Regions from separate parts of the Gossypium hirsutum genome. Here all the other regions are linked to region 1. A link is a contact called in public Hi-C data. All regions are on one chromosome and are shown on one strand. Each heading gives the region's core, a stretch centred on a gene start, on an enhancer-like site or on the middle of the called end of the contact. The rest is flanking DNA. Distances are from core to core; before and after follow the strand shown.

Evidence for each region. Hi-C and Micro-C count contacts between places; a contact is called where the count stands out from the background.
Region 2: a Hi-C map of hypocotyl shows a contact between it and region 1, with 1.9 times the contacts expected there. The contact joins the promoter of LOC107914735 here to the promoter of LOC107914787 in region 1. A contact is called at or near these places in 6 of 34 Hi-C or Micro-C datasets (callus, fibers, hypocotyl and 1 more).
Region 3: a contact with region 1 is called in a Hi-C map of leaf, with 1.6 times the contacts expected there. The contact joins the enhancer-like site here to the promoter of LOC107914787 in region 1. A contact is called at or near these places in 2 of 34 Hi-C or Micro-C datasets (both in leaf).

Annotation. Positions count from the first base shown.
Region 1 is chrD10:27,173,526-27,178,631 of Gossypium_hirsutum_v2.1, forward strand. LOC107914787 (adenosylhomocysteinase-like) reads left to right here and starts at 3,112. Exons shown (of 2, transcript NM_001327114.3): 1 at 3,112-3,910; 2 at 4,195-5,106. The coding sequence starts at 3,200. The coding sequence ends at 4,941.
Region 2 is chrD10:26,933,814-26,938,919 of Gossypium_hirsutum_v2.1, forward strand. LOC107914735 (UDP-glucuronate 4-epimerase 6-like) reads right to left here and starts at 2,490. Exons shown (of 1, transcript NM_001327111.2): 1 at 515-2,490. The coding sequence starts at 2,194. The coding sequence ends at 830.
Region 3 is chrD10:26,999,534-27,004,639 of Gossypium_hirsutum_v2.1, forward strand. No RefSeq gene overlaps it. Among protein-coding and RNA genes, the nearest start is that of LOC121222905, 18 kb to the left of the region's middle. Within about 2 kb of position 2,863, at least 2 of the 9 cell types and tissues checked have an H3K27ac peak or open chromatin away from gene starts, as enhancers often do. A contact at or near this core is called in leaf, where this site is marked.

The DNA.
Region 1 (5,106 bases), core at 1,862-4,361:
TAACTTATCCTTTCTCCCATTTCTGACCCTCTTGATTGATTTGTACCACTTACGTAGATTCTCTCCCAACTTCCTCAGTTTAACTGGCACTATATCTACTAAAGAAGCCCCAAATTGTCTAATTTCCTCTTCACAAGTTTCTTCCAAGAACCAAATAGCATCAAACTTGAACTGAGTGCAACTCATATTACTCGATGGCCTCTATCTCCCTACTGTATCCACTAACACTAGGTAATGATCGAAAAAAGAGTGCGTCCAATGCATTACAGCATAATATGGAAACATGTCCCACCAAGTCATGGTAGCTACACCCCTATCGAGCCTCTCCCTAATATTATTACTCGATAGTCAACCTCTTTCCTAAGTGTACCAACGACCAGAAAACCCCAAATTGCTCAAATCACAATCGTGTAGAGTAAATATGAAAGCTTCCATATTACATTTTGATTTAAGACGACCCTCTTTTTCTCAAAAGAATAGGCAATCTCGTTGAAATCAACGATAACCAACCATGGAAGAGACTGATCATGCCCCATCTATTTCAACAGATTCTAAGAATCACTATGCATCATTTTCTCAGGGTGACCATAAAACCTTGTGAATTGCCAAATTGTCTCAGTAGTACCATCAGTATATCTGCATCAATATGGAATTGTGAGTAACTCTTTAAACTCACCACACATTCTTGCCTCCAACCCAGAGATAACTCTCATTTAGACCCAACAACATTAATATCAATCCCATTCAAAAAACACAATTTATTCCAAATTTTCTCCATTCTTCGTGCACTAACTTTTGTCTCTACAAGAAATAAAATTTGGGGATGAATATCTCTCAGCTTGTTCCTTAGATGATTTACCGTTTGTGTCCTCCCCAAACTACAGACGTTCCAACTTAGTATTTTCATTGTTCCTGGCTGCCCTGCATCACAGAGTCATCTGATCTCCCTTGACCTTCCTTCGACAGCTCTGGATCAACATTAATAGAAACATTAGATGTCCCTCTTATTATACGTTACCTTTTCTTACCATTAATAACCATAACTAGATTATCTTCAGCGTTAGATTCCAACTCCACAGCCCTTGTATCACTATTCCCTTAGGCACTGTTATTAATTACGAGGATTTGTAAATTGGATGGACTTAAACCCTTCGCCTTTTGAAAAGAATAACTGACTATAAAGATCTCATCCCGACCACTAGTGACCCCATTCTTCCCCTTTTTTTGAAACTTTGGTCCACATTTATATCTATCTCTATCAACCATCGACTCACCACGTGCGATCCTTTTTTTGGCTGGGCCCTTAACGAGATGTCCCAACTAAAAAATGATTTTTGACAAATCCATCGTTACCCTTAACGTACAAAAACTCTCCTCATCCCAAGCTTCCCGTAAATAAAGAAGAACAAACTAAGCTTCTCATACTGAAATTGTGCATACACAACTGCCTCGCCATCCTCATCCCCTTGGATCTTACGAAGGAGCAAAAGATGGTTATTAAAGAACCATAGTGATCCATCCAAAACCCTATTTATGTCCACCTCATAGAAAAATCGAAATAAACATATTTTGTCGCCAATATCCGTGATAGAGATACCCCCTATAGGATGCCATAGATCAACCATAATATTTCTCACTAGGGGAAAATGCACTACACTTGCAGTTAAATAACTACCGACCAAACACAGATTGCAATCCTCCACCAACACCAATCCATCTTCTTGAACCTAGAAAGCATCCTCTTCTTTGTCTAACATACTTAAATCGCTTAGTTCCTCCTCTATTAAATCCCACCAAAACAAAGAAACCTTGCTATGACAACACACAAAAATCGTGCAAAAAAAAAAAAGGCAAACCACTACATGCCAAACGACAAACTAACTCCCAAGAAGGTGCAAATTCGAAGGCGACATAAAACACATTACAACTTTAAGGGAGAATACATGTTAGAATTTTGGAAACTACATTATTAGACAAGACAACTACGAACTGCAAACAAGAATTATAAAATAGATATAAAAAATGATAAATATATTGAGAAAACAAATGTTTCGTTCATAAAAAATATTCATAGAAATAATATTTAAATAAACTTTTAGTTTTTAGAAAAGGATAAAAATAAATTTAATTTTTTATAACATAAAATTAAGATCATAAACTTTAAATATAATATTAAAGATATCAGAAAAAAGTATATTTAGCTTAATTTATAATTTGTAACATAAAATTAAGTTAGCTGTACAAACATAGTAAATTACAAATAAAATTTTGTAAAAGGCTATATACAAAATTAAATATATATAGATGAATTGATACAAGTTTGATGACTATTTTGCAAATTAAACTTTCATAATTTTATGAGAATCATTTTAATATTTTCACTTATTATTATTGTTTAATAAGCCAAAGAAAATATTTATGGAAATAAATCAAAGAAACCCTTTTTTATATATATAAATAAATAATAGAATCTTGATTACAACTAAACATTGTGAGTTGCATTCTCACGCTTTCTAATATTTTATAGAAGATAGGTAAGAGTGTTTGAATACGTGCTAAATAATCATCATTCAATTCAAGCCGAGACCAAAGAGGATTAAGTTAAAAATATAAGATTTGTATGAAAAGAGAGAGGCAGGCAATTTAATTAAACATAATGCTCAATAATGGTTCCATTTCACCTAACTTGCAACATGCAATAACACCTTTTTTTCAATTAGCAATTAAATTAAGGAATTATCCCAAAAGTTCATTTTGAATGCTGAGGGTTACAAACTATAATGGATTAAAATGAAAATTTTCAAAAACGTTAATTGTTTATTAGGAAAAATAAAATAAAATGATTGATAACAATTTACCTGGAATTATATAACTTAATTCAATGAATAATAATTTATTAGGAAAAATAAAATAAACTTTTTTATTTAAATATTAATAATATTATATTTATATAATTAAATTTAAATAAAAATATTAATTTTATTGTAATTTAGATTAAATTGTAATAATCGGAAAATGGAGATCTACCAACTCCGCCCCCACCCAATCTGCACCGTCGGATTTCACCACTCTAACCTATTTATAACATCCTTACATCGCCGCATATTCCTCGCCACTTCCCACTCGCTCATTGCTATCTTTTTGTTCCTTTTCCAAGGGTGAGTGTGATCTGTTCTTATTCACTCCATTTCTTTAACCCATGGCTCTTTCCGTCGAGAAAACCGCCGCCGGCCGTGAGTACAAGGTCAAGGACATGTCTCAGGCTGACTTCGGTCGTCTCGAGATCGAGTTGGCCGAGGTCGAAATGCCCGGTCTCATGGCTTGCCGAGCCGAGTTCGGCCCTGCCCAACCTTTCAAGGGAGCCAAAATCACCGGTTCTCTTCACATGACCATCCAGACCGCCGTCCTCATCGAAACCCTCACCGCCCTCGGAGCTGAAGTCCGTTGGTGCTCTTGCAATATCTTCTCTACCCAAGACCATGCCGCCGCCGCCATTGCCCGTGACTCGGCAGCCGTGTTCGCCTGGAAAGGTGAGACCCTCCAGGAATACTGGTGGTGTACCGAGAGAGCCCTTGACTGGGGTCCCACCGGTGGACCTGATCTGATCGTGGATGATGGTGGTGATGCTACTCTGTTGATCCATGAAGGAGTTAAAGCCGAGCAGGTTTATGAGAAAACCGGGCAGCTCCCAGATCCGTCTTCTACCGACAATGCCGAGTTTCAGATTGTTTTGACCATAATTAGAGATGGGTTGAAGGCAGATCCCAAGAAGTATACAAGGATGAAGGAGAGATTAGTTGGTGTTTCTGAGGAAACTACAACCGGTGTTAAGAGGCTTTATCAGATGCAGGCCAATGGAACCTTGTTGTTCCCTGCTATTAATGTCAATGACTCTGTCACCAAGAGCAAGGTCCATTTTTCCCTACTTTTTTGCTGCTTTACCTTTTGAACTTCTTATATGAAGGATATTGTCTTTGTCCAAGCAGATGTGATAAAAAAATGATTTAGAAATAACAAAACAATATACATATTTTTTGCAATTCCTTCAGATCTGATATTTGCTTGCTCTGTTTTTACTGTTAGTGGCGTTTAGATTTTAATTGCAATGCTGATGGTCTTTTTGTTCATTAATTGAATTGTGGTTTTTACTGTATTCTGGTCTAATTGTTGCTATGATTTGATCTTTTTGAACAGTTCGATAACTTGTATGGATGCCGTCACTCTCTTCCCGATGGGTTGATGAGAGCTACCGATGTCATGATTGCTGGTAAGGTCGCTGTTGTCTGTGGTTATGGTGATGTCGGCAAGGGTTGTGCTGCTGCCTTGAAGCAAGCCGGTGCTCGCGTCATTGTCACCGAGATCGATCCCATCTGTGCCCTTCAGGCTCTCATGGAAGGACTTCAAGTTTTGACCCTTGAGGATGTTGTCTCCGAGGCTGATATCTTTGTCACCACCACTGGTAACAAGGACATCATCATGGTTAACCACATGAGGAAGATGAAGAACAATGCCATTGTTTGCAACATCGGTCACTTCGACAATGAAATTGACATGCTCGGTCTCGAGAATTATCCTGGTGTCAAGCGCATTACCATCAAGCCTCAAACCGATAGGTGGGTCTTCCCTGAAACCAACACCGGCATCATTGTGTTGGCTGAAGGACGTCTCATGAACTTGGGTTGTGCTACTGGCCACCCTAGCTTTGTCATGTCATGCTCTTTCACCAACCAGGTGATCGCCCAGCTCGAGCTGTGGAAGGAGAAGGCAACCGGCAAGTACGAGAAGAAGGTGTACGTTTTGCCTAAGCACCTTGATGAGAAGGTGGCTGCTCTTCACCTTGGAAAGCTTGGGGCTAACCTCACCAAGCTCACCAAGGATCAGGCTGACTACATTAGCGTCCCCATTGAGGGTCCTTACAAGCCTCCTCACTACAGGTACTGAGGAGAGAATACGAGAGAGAGAGAGGGAGAGAGTTGGACTAGAAAAAGGAACCATACAACGGGATGGTTTGATTGTTTGTTTTTACTAAAATTTATTGATGATTTGTGGTTAGATGGTTAGATTTTGATTTTGATAGGAGTTTGCGTGTGGGATGGATGGTAAGTT
Region 2 (5,106 bases), core at 1,240-3,739, 240 kb before region 1:
GGAGAAGATAATCATGCAAGAGAAATTAATCATTGACTAGGAAAAGGAAATTACATCTTACTAAATCTATTTTAGACTTGTACAAGTTGAGCTTTTAACAAAAAAATTTCAAATTCAAATTAAAATATAATAAGAAATATATATAAATATTTTATTAAAATTTTAAATAGTGAAAACTTTGTATAAAGTTGGAGGTGTAACTTGACCTAATTGGATCCTAAAAACTTGTAATTTCTCATCCTCCTCTTAGGATTCCTTAAAAAGCAAAACCAAGGGGGAATCATGTATAGTAGTATTTGGAAAAAAAGAAAAATAAGAAAAATTTTGTAATTGTTTGAGTTTTGTCCAAGGAGGAGGTAAGTTGAATAACATATATATGGTTGCAAAAAGGAGATTATTTATGGAATGTTAGAGTCGAAGCAGGTTTTACGTGAAGAAGGTTTGCCTCAGCATGTTCTATTCGATACGAGTAGGAGAAGCGGTGCTCATATACCTCATACTGTAAGCAACGAAATAAAAATCACAAATCATTTTTTCTATTTCATATGAAAATCAGCTGTGAAGATCTGCATCCTTTCTAGCAGACCCTACCACCTTATTACACTTACCTCATCTTCACAATTCTACACTTTTTTTCTTTTTAATTCTCTTTTCACATTTATCCTTTTCTATATCTTCATCAAATATTAATCTATATCTATATGCTACAGTAACAACACCTCCAACACTTTGATCCTTTTTTTTACATCGTAGGACCAAAAACCCAAAATTCAAAAAAAAAAAAAAACACCCAACCAACCATGTGCTTGATGATGAAGCTCAATGTTCTTTAGCCGGATTCACCGGTAGCTTGACTTTCCTTCCTTGTTTTTGATTGAATCCCATAATAACTGATGTACCATTTCACAAATTTCCTCAACCCAGTGGACAAATCCGTGGTGGGCTTGTACCCAAAGTCCTTGAAGGCTAACGTCACGTTGGCATGTGTGAAGGGCACGTCCCCATTTCTTGGCATCGTGATCACATGTTTCTTGGCCTTTGTGCTCAGCAACCCTTCCAGGATCGATACCAATCGCCCCACTGGGACCGGCGATGTGTTCCCCAAGTTGTAAACTCTCAACTGAGCCGCCCCTTTCTTCTTCTCGCCGCTTCCGGTGCTCTTCTCCGCCGTGTCCAACGCCCCTAAACACCCTTTCACCACGTCGTCTATGTAGGTGAAGTCACGCGCCACCTCTTTCTGATCATGCGTCTTGTATATGTCAATCGACTTCCCTTGTAGGATGTCTTTAGTGAAGAAGAAATAAGCCATGTCGGGTCTTCCCCAAGGACCGTAAACCGTGAAGAATCTTAGCCCCGTAAGGGAAAGACCGTAGATATGGTTGTAAGTGTGGGCGATTTCTTCGCCGGCTTTCTTTGTGGCGGCGTAAAGGCTAGCCGGTTGGTCTGTCCGGTCGCGTTCGGAGAATGGGTTTTCGGTGTTGAGGCCGTAAACGGAGCTCGATGATGCCCAAACAATGGATGGCTGAGGATTGGCTGCTTTGGCTACTTCGAGCAAGTTAACAAAGCCTGCAATGTTGGAGCTGATGTACGACTGTGGGTTTTGCATGGCGTAACGTACGCCGGCCTGAGCCGCTAAGTGAAGGACGTGAGTGAAGGGCACAACGTCGAATAGCTTGGTCAGCAATGGCCCGTCGTTCAAGTCACCTTTGACGATGAAAACTTGGTGCTTACTCAAAAGGTTTTGCCTGGCTCTTTTCAAAGACGGATCGTAGTAGTTATTGAAGTTGTCTAAACCAAGAACCCCATCGCCTCGTTTCTTCAAAGCGAGGGAACAGTGGGAACCGACGAACCCAGCGGCGCCAGTGACCAAAACGGAGAACCCATTGGTTCTACGCGGCGTGGAAGAGAGTCGGACTTGTTTCTCCCAGGCGGCACCGCCCCCGGCGGAGAAAAGGGAAGTGGAAAGTAAGCTGTGGTGGTGGAGACGGTGGTGAGGAGGGACATGGTGGGGAGTATCGGAAAGAGGAGGGTAATTGATGGTGAAAAAAAGGATCAGAATCAAAGCAATGAGAAGGGTTGCACGAAAGAGAAGTTTAGAAGAAGCAGTGATGAGTTTGGTGCTGTGAATTTTTCGGAGATAATTGTTGTATCTCTCTAATTTCAAGGTTTTGCTGGTGTCCGGTGGTGTAGGCATTTTCTTTTCAACTAATTTTGGGGGTTTGCTTTTTGCTTTGTTTACTACTGAAATTGTTATTGGGTGCGACTGTTTTCCCTTTTTCCTTTTCGGGAAGAGAGAAAAAAAGGGCTCAATGTGTTGGAGAAGAGAGGCTGAGCCCTGAAGTTGAGAAGTGTGTAGATGGAAGATTATAAAGAGAGGAAGAGAATTGGAAGGAAAATAAATAAAATAAAGAGAAACGGAGGGGAAAGGTGGTGGCCATTGGTTGGACGCCAGTTTTGGTTTTTTTTTTTAATAATTCAACTTCAGATATGCCACTTTTGAATTCAATTTCTGAATGAACAATATAAATTTCTATTTTATCAAAATAAAAAAAATTGAATTTTGTACTTCACATTAATATTTTTACTCATTTGAAAAAACTCATTTCCATCAATAATTTATGTGTCTGTTCTTACACTAAGAGTGAATTTGGATGGGCGGTGCATTTACCTGCGGTTAGTGTAAAAACAGCGGTGGCGGTGAAATTAGTTACTGTAGCGATACTGTAGCGTGAGACAAAAAATAAGCTAAACGCACCGCACCGCACCCAATCGCCCATCCAAACCCACCTTAAGACTCATACTACATACTCTTTTTAATTAAAAAAATATGTAAATTAGTTCTTACCCATCAAATTAAAGAAAAAATTGATCATTTATATTAAAAATTTTATCTTTGTATAATTAAAAATTGGCATGATTGATGGAACCAAGAGTTATATTTTATTGAAATAAAAGATGAGAAAAAATTGAAATTGGAAATAGAACACAAAACAAGAGTTTCAGGCCAGCTTAGCTTTAGCTTACTTCACAAAATTTGACAAATGGAAAGGGAGCAATAAATAGGATATGATAAAATGGTGATAATTACAATGTGAATCAAATCAATGCATAGGAGATGGGGATATTTGCCAGCTATCTTCTTTAAAGTTAAAGAAAAAAGAACACTCCCCTCATGTGCTTTCTAAAGGCATAGCAACTGGCTTTGTCATGAATAAGACTATTTATACATATTTGTTCTTACCATTTTAAATGTTTGGGCATACGGTATATGGTTAAACAAAGGACAAGGCTTTTGGATCACCACATGAATACTACCTCAAAAATTCATTCAAGTATAACGTAATACTTTAAAATACACAAGTATGAATTCAATATATGAAGTACAATAGCATATTACATTAAAATGTTCTCTGCTAAACGGAAAAATCAACTACTCAATTTTAATTGTAAAATCTGTTTCCTACATAATATAATTAGATTATTTAATATAAATAAATATTAAATTATGATTTTTTATTTCACATGTTTACCCTTGTTCTTTTTAAACATTTTATATTATTTTAAATAAAGTATAAAATAAATTAAAAATATTCTCGATTAAGTGATAAGTATATCTGTTCTCTGGCCTCCGCCTGAAAAGTGAGAGGGTTTGAGAAATAATATAGGCCCAAAAAATAGATTTGGGCTAAAAATAAGGCCTGTTTAAAAAATGGGTCGAGCCTCGGGTAAGGCATTTTTTACCTGACCCGAATTCACAAAAGGACAAAAAATTTGCTTTTTTTTTACTGTTTTAATGCTATTTTCTTGTTTTCTCATTAGTTTACTACAATTTCACTATTATGTTGCTACTATTTAAATATTAGTATTTTTAAAAATTTATTTTTAATTTGTTGGAAAATATTTATATATATTTAAAAAATAAAAAATTTTAATACAGGCAGGTCAGGTTGGGCCCAAGTTTTAACATTTTTATTTGGGCCAGGCTTGGGTAAAATGTTAGGCCCATTTTTCGGGCCTGGTCTGGGCCTAACAAATGGGCCCAAAATTTTGGTTTGGCCCGACCCGAACCGAACCCGACCCATGAATACCTCTAATGATAAGTAGTTATCATTTTTTTGTCGAAAAATATTCTATCAGATGATTTTTATTATAAATTATCAAATGTGTGTAAAAAATTAAATAACTAAAAATTGTTGTAAATACATTAAATGGATGTCTATAACCTTTAAACATTTATGAAAGTAATGAGTTAAAACCCCCTATTCATTATTAAAGATGCTTAATGTATGTGTTAATGAAGCTATTAAATAAACTTCATTAATTTATGTTGCATTGAATGTCAATGGCTTATATATAGCTCTTTTATAAATGAAAAGAGGAGACGAGAAAATTCTCTATTTACTTTAAGTGTTCTTTTATTTAATTATATTATAACACGTTATCAGCACGAGCTTCTATGAGTTTATAGTAAAGTTCACGTCATTTCGACTTTATATAATTTACCTGTATAACTCCCGTTAAACTATATACGATATACGCATTTTCATAATTCTTTTATTTTTTTTTCTAGATGAAATATTTGCTTTGGGTAATATTTGCATATTTATTTTTACAACTCAAATCTAATAATGATAATTATATATACATGTTTTTTTATTAAAAGAAATTTTAGTTAATGTAATTTGTGTTAAGTTATTATTATGACTATTCCTCTCTATGCCAATATTTGACATACATATTATTATTTAGCAAATTTAATATATATAATTGAATTAATTTACGGTTGAGAATGCTTATTATTTTACTAATATTTTTTTATTTTGATTCAAGTGATTAAAATGTCAAATCTTGCCAAACTTGAATTTGCGACCTTAGACATCTCAGGCAAAAATTATTTTTCATGGGTGTTAGATGCTAAAATTCACCTAGATGCTGGGATAGGAAATACTATATTAGCAAATAAAGAAGCATCTAATCAAGACAAGACAAGACAAAAGCAATTATTTTCATTTGTTATCATCTACATGAAGGATTAAAAATGGAATATCTCACTGTGAAATACCCTTTTGAGTTGTGAAAAAATTTGAAAGAATGATTTGACCATCA
Region 3 (5,106 bases), core at 1,613-4,112, 170 kb before region 1:
TGTGGAGGGCTTGGGATTCGACAGTTGAAAGATTAGAACACCTCATTTTTGTTAAAGTTGGGGTTTAATATTTTGGTGAATTTGGAGGTTCTATAGGCTCATGTATTGCGTTCGAAGTATGTGGTGAAGGATGGTTTACCCTTTAGTATCTCTCGTAGTAATTGTTCTTTCTTCTAGTGAGTTTTATCTAAGGTATGACCTTTGCTTCGAGAAAACAATTTTTGGTCAATTAGGGATGATAACACTATTAGGTGTTGGAGGGATAGTTGGATTCCAGATATTGGTCCTTGATATATCTAATTTCAGTAAGCACCAACATTGCTATGGATTGTTTCCTAAAAAAGAGATGTTTATAGAAGAAGGAATGTGGAATCTAGAGCTCTTTCGGGTTTGGTTATCGAAGATATTATTGAACGTATTACTAGTATTCTACCTCCACATCTCTCGGCAGGTTCGGACAAGGTTGCATGGATGGGAACCTCTTTAGGTTGCCTCTCTGTTAAGAGCATTTACCGGATGATTAAGAAGAGTTCGTGAAATCCTAAGGAGGAAGCTTCGAAACTGCCATGGAAGGTTTAAGGTTCTCAAAGGGTGCAATTATTCCTTAGGTTGGCTCTCAAACAATAATTGCTTACTCAAGTGAAGCGGCTAAAGCATAGAGTTGGTAGTGATGCAAGATGTTCGATTTGTGTTTATGAACTGGAGGATGTACTTCATGCTATCAGAGATTGTGGTACAGCAAAAGATGTATGGTCCCGGATCATTCCACCTCAGAAGGAAGCCTATTTCTTTTCAGGTAATCTGCAGGAATGACTTGAGTCTAATTTGTAAAACCGTCATAATTTTGTTATGAGTAATGACGATTGGTTGTGCTTCTTTGGCGTAGTTGCTTGGCAAATTTGGAAGAATAGAAATATGTGTATCTTTTAGGGTGTGTCATGGAATGCAGAGGAAATTGTCAAAGTGGAATAAACAATATATTTCTGTTCGCAAGGGAGAAGGTTTTGTGGGGTAAATCTTGAGGGTGGTGATGGTGGAAACATAAAGGTGGATTCATACAAGATCTGACGGAGCTATTAAGATTAACATAGGATGCAGTGTTGCAGGAGAAATTTTGAGAGATCATAATGGGAAATGGATCATTGGGTTTAATCTCAGATTAGGGAAATGTTCTATATTCAAAGTTGAATTGTGGGGTATTCTCGATATGTGTCGTTGGTGCAAGGAAGACAACATGATAGAGTATTGGTGCAAACAAACAACATGGAAGTTATTAGGGCTATCAAGGAATCTTTGTCGAAGTGGTCAAATTCAGCAATAATCAAATGTATAAATCAGTTCTTGCAAAAGGAGAAGAACTGATCAATTGAATATGTCCCTAGAAAAGAAAATGTTGGAGTTGATTGTATCGCCAAGTTGGTGTTTGGCAGGGAGGAAGGTTTACAGTTATATGTAGCTTCTCATTTTAACGTTTTCTAGCTTATTGTGAAGTTTCTTAATCTATTCACCAAAAACATATACATTGTAAATAAATGGTAATAATGATAAACAAGTGTTAACCCTATTTTATTATTGATTTCTAAAGGCGCAATATTAATATAAAAAAAACATATCTATATTATATTTTAAAAAGCTAATTGAGTTGGTGCCACTCATTAATAGAATTTCAACTCGGTTAGAAAATTACCAAATATCCTTTAATTTTATAAGATAATAAATATTAATTTGAGAATATTTTTATTTTTAAATTTTGATAAATCTAAAAAAGTATATACATATAAGTAAAAGTAATGAATATTGAATCCAAAAAATCGTATAATAATTTTTACCATTTCATACAATAAATTCGTTGGATAATTATACTCACTCGAATTGTGAAACCTAATTTTATTTTGTTATCTTATAAAAAGAAAACGTTAAGTTTGAATTTGACTTAAAAAACAGAATTTATTAAATTAAAATTCTAATATAAAATTAGAACTTTTCTCAAAATGAAACTAAATCATTTAAAATTACAAATGTTACATTTACATGCTTTTTGATGATTTAAATGTGTGTTACCGACAAAGATGTTAAGGTTTGGGTTTTATTATGGACATTTGTTTTAAAATACTCAAGGAACACCAATTGTATATAAAGTAAACACAGACAAAACTCATCTAAATATTTGTGCATTTTCCGACATCCATTTCACCTTATACATTTGTTTACAAAATGTAGTAAAAGCTGATTTCCATTTTTCCTACAATGCAAGACACTTGCAGTGTCGGTGGTCACTCGTCTCAATCATATGAGTTTTATGAGCTGGGAATAATACTTTCTTAATATATAGGTCCATATTTTACTTTTTATTACTTTTATTTTATATAATTCGTGTAAATAGTTATTTTAAAGATAATTAAAATATTTTAAAAATAAAAGAACTTAAATAGTAATTAAAGTATTTATAAAATATGAAAAATTATATTTGAGAAAGATGAACATGTGATAGATTCTGAAATCTTAATTGTTTAAATCTCCACAAACCGGTACACATAAATTAAATATTAATTTTATTTTAAAATTAAAATGAAATAAAATAAGATTGTAAATATAATAAAAAATAATTATTAAAAGAATAATTATAATTATTATAGAAGCAGAAAATTATATGCACAGTTAAAATACTTTTTATCATTATTGTATAATGATTAATAATATATGTAAAATGTATATGTGATTTATCTAATGTGATGGTATGTCAGAATACCTCTTTTTCTTCTTTAAATACAATTATTTTTCTTATTTAAATCGAAGCTGACGTGGAATAATTTTATGAAAAATTAAAGTAGGGTGTCCTTACGACAAGGGAAGGTTTCAAACTCTGAAAGGGTAGCTTAAATATTCCTTCCGGCCTCTTTATCACATGGGAAAGATTATGCACAATGATGCCAAAAACCCATTTTTCTTTTAATTTTCAATTTGGTGCTTTGATTTTAATACAAATAGGCATTTAAATTTAACCCAAATTTATTCGATTTTCAAATTCAAATTTAAGTTTCTGTATCTGTAAATAGTTCAGAGGGTGTACAACAATTTGGGTATTATATTTATAAAATATAAAAGATGTTAATTTAAGGGTATAATCTTCTTTAGAGACGCAATCATTTCTTAATCAAAATTTTAATCCCGAGTGATGGCGCTTTTTCAAATGGATAAGAATGTTAGATCATATCCAATTAGAGGTCGCATTGAATTTTTTTTCTTTTGGTTCTCATTAAACTATGGACCACCTTTCACCAAAGTTGAGGAATAGCTCTTGGAGCTTTGGGAATCATTTGGCTTCAAAGAAGTACGGTGTACATGGAAACAAATATTAAACTTGATTATTCAAGAGATTTGTTTAAACAAACATTGGATCTTGATTCCAGACTTTCAATTTCCTTTTTGAAAAATTAAGCTTCATGAAAATGATAAGTAAAAAGAAATAAAAAAAAACAATAATATAAAAGTTTTATATGTGAAAGTTGATGGATTGTTATATCTTCCGTAGAGAACTACATATACCTCATAATAGATCTTGTGAATCTGACAACGTACTTATAGAGAACTCGGCATGTGTTTCTCAATGGAACTAGACATGGCGGGTCTTGAGTTAGTTTGTGAACCTCAGCTTGACGAACTTGGGAGTTGGGCATCTCCGCTAAGATTAGATAAGAACCACGTGGAGGCTTAGAGTAATTGATTAACAGTCGTTCTAAAACATCATCCTAAGACTTATCATCACCGTCACTACCAGTAGTATCAAATCAAACTTCTATATCAATGACCTCAAGACATGTAGCTAAGTTTGTTCCCCACTACAAAAGGTCCATGCAACAACTCATACACACTACATACTCACTCCTTTAATTCCTAAACTCTTCCACTAATTAACCTCTTTCCTAATCTTCACACTACCTTCCCCGTTCAGCCACCGTCTTCCAAAATTTTTCACCTCACTAATTAACAATTGGTGTGGTGAGTGTGGACAAACATTTCGAACCCAAGTGTCAGGGATCCTCTTAGCATCGAGTTTGATCCCACTCACGACCAAGTTATAGACCCCACTAGTCGTAACAGAAGATTAAATATAGTTCAAACCAGAAAAACTCAAAACCCAAACCCCATACATGACAACCAGAACACAAACCCACAAAATCAAACAAACCCTCAAAATCAAAATCAGCAAAATCAATACCAAAAAAACCCATGCCAATAATTTTACCACTACCCCCATGATATTTTAACCCACAAAATTAGCACCATGCCGGACCATCATCTACTGATCAGGGATCCCAACATCACTAGTCCAATAATCAACAATATTTGGACATGCAAGAGAGAATAAGAGTTATGAAGGAACAAATATCCTTCCAGAAAAAGAGATACAAAGAGCAATAAAATTTTATCCAGGATCAAATGGATAAACAGAAGCAAGTAGATAAAAGAAATGAAAAGCTTATTGAGGAGTCAAGAGCAGGTAAGATGAATCGTGATAAAAACCCATGGCATCAAGGGGAAGAATCCATCCCTTCTAAGCATGACTGTCGACATGAAAACTAAGATAATGATGATTTAGTGGATGATACTGACATGGATGATAGCTATGATGAAGATTATGATGATAGTAATGGAAAAATCTAGTTATGAAAGCGATTTACTATTATAGCGGAAGTTTAAAAATGTTCAAAACCAAGTCGATTTGTGATATTTATTGTAATAAACATTCTATCAAAACATACTTGTGTTTTATGCTAGATAGATCCAAAACATTCCTAGCTTTCAACTGAACGATCTTCTCCGTTATCCTCGTACCCCAAATTGCATCGAGTGTGGGCTTGAGCAACAAGAACCAAACACAGAAACAAAAACAATTTACTACTTTCAGTAGAAAAGTAATTATCTCAATAGGTACCGGTAGAAATTATTATTCTCAAAAAATAAATTTTTATTACTTTCTGGCAGAATAACAATATATGAAACTTATGTCATAAAACTTATGTAAATAAGTCTACCAGTGTCATCTATTTCTAGGAAGAGATAGGAGAATCATGGTTGAATAAGTATAATATAAATAATATTTAT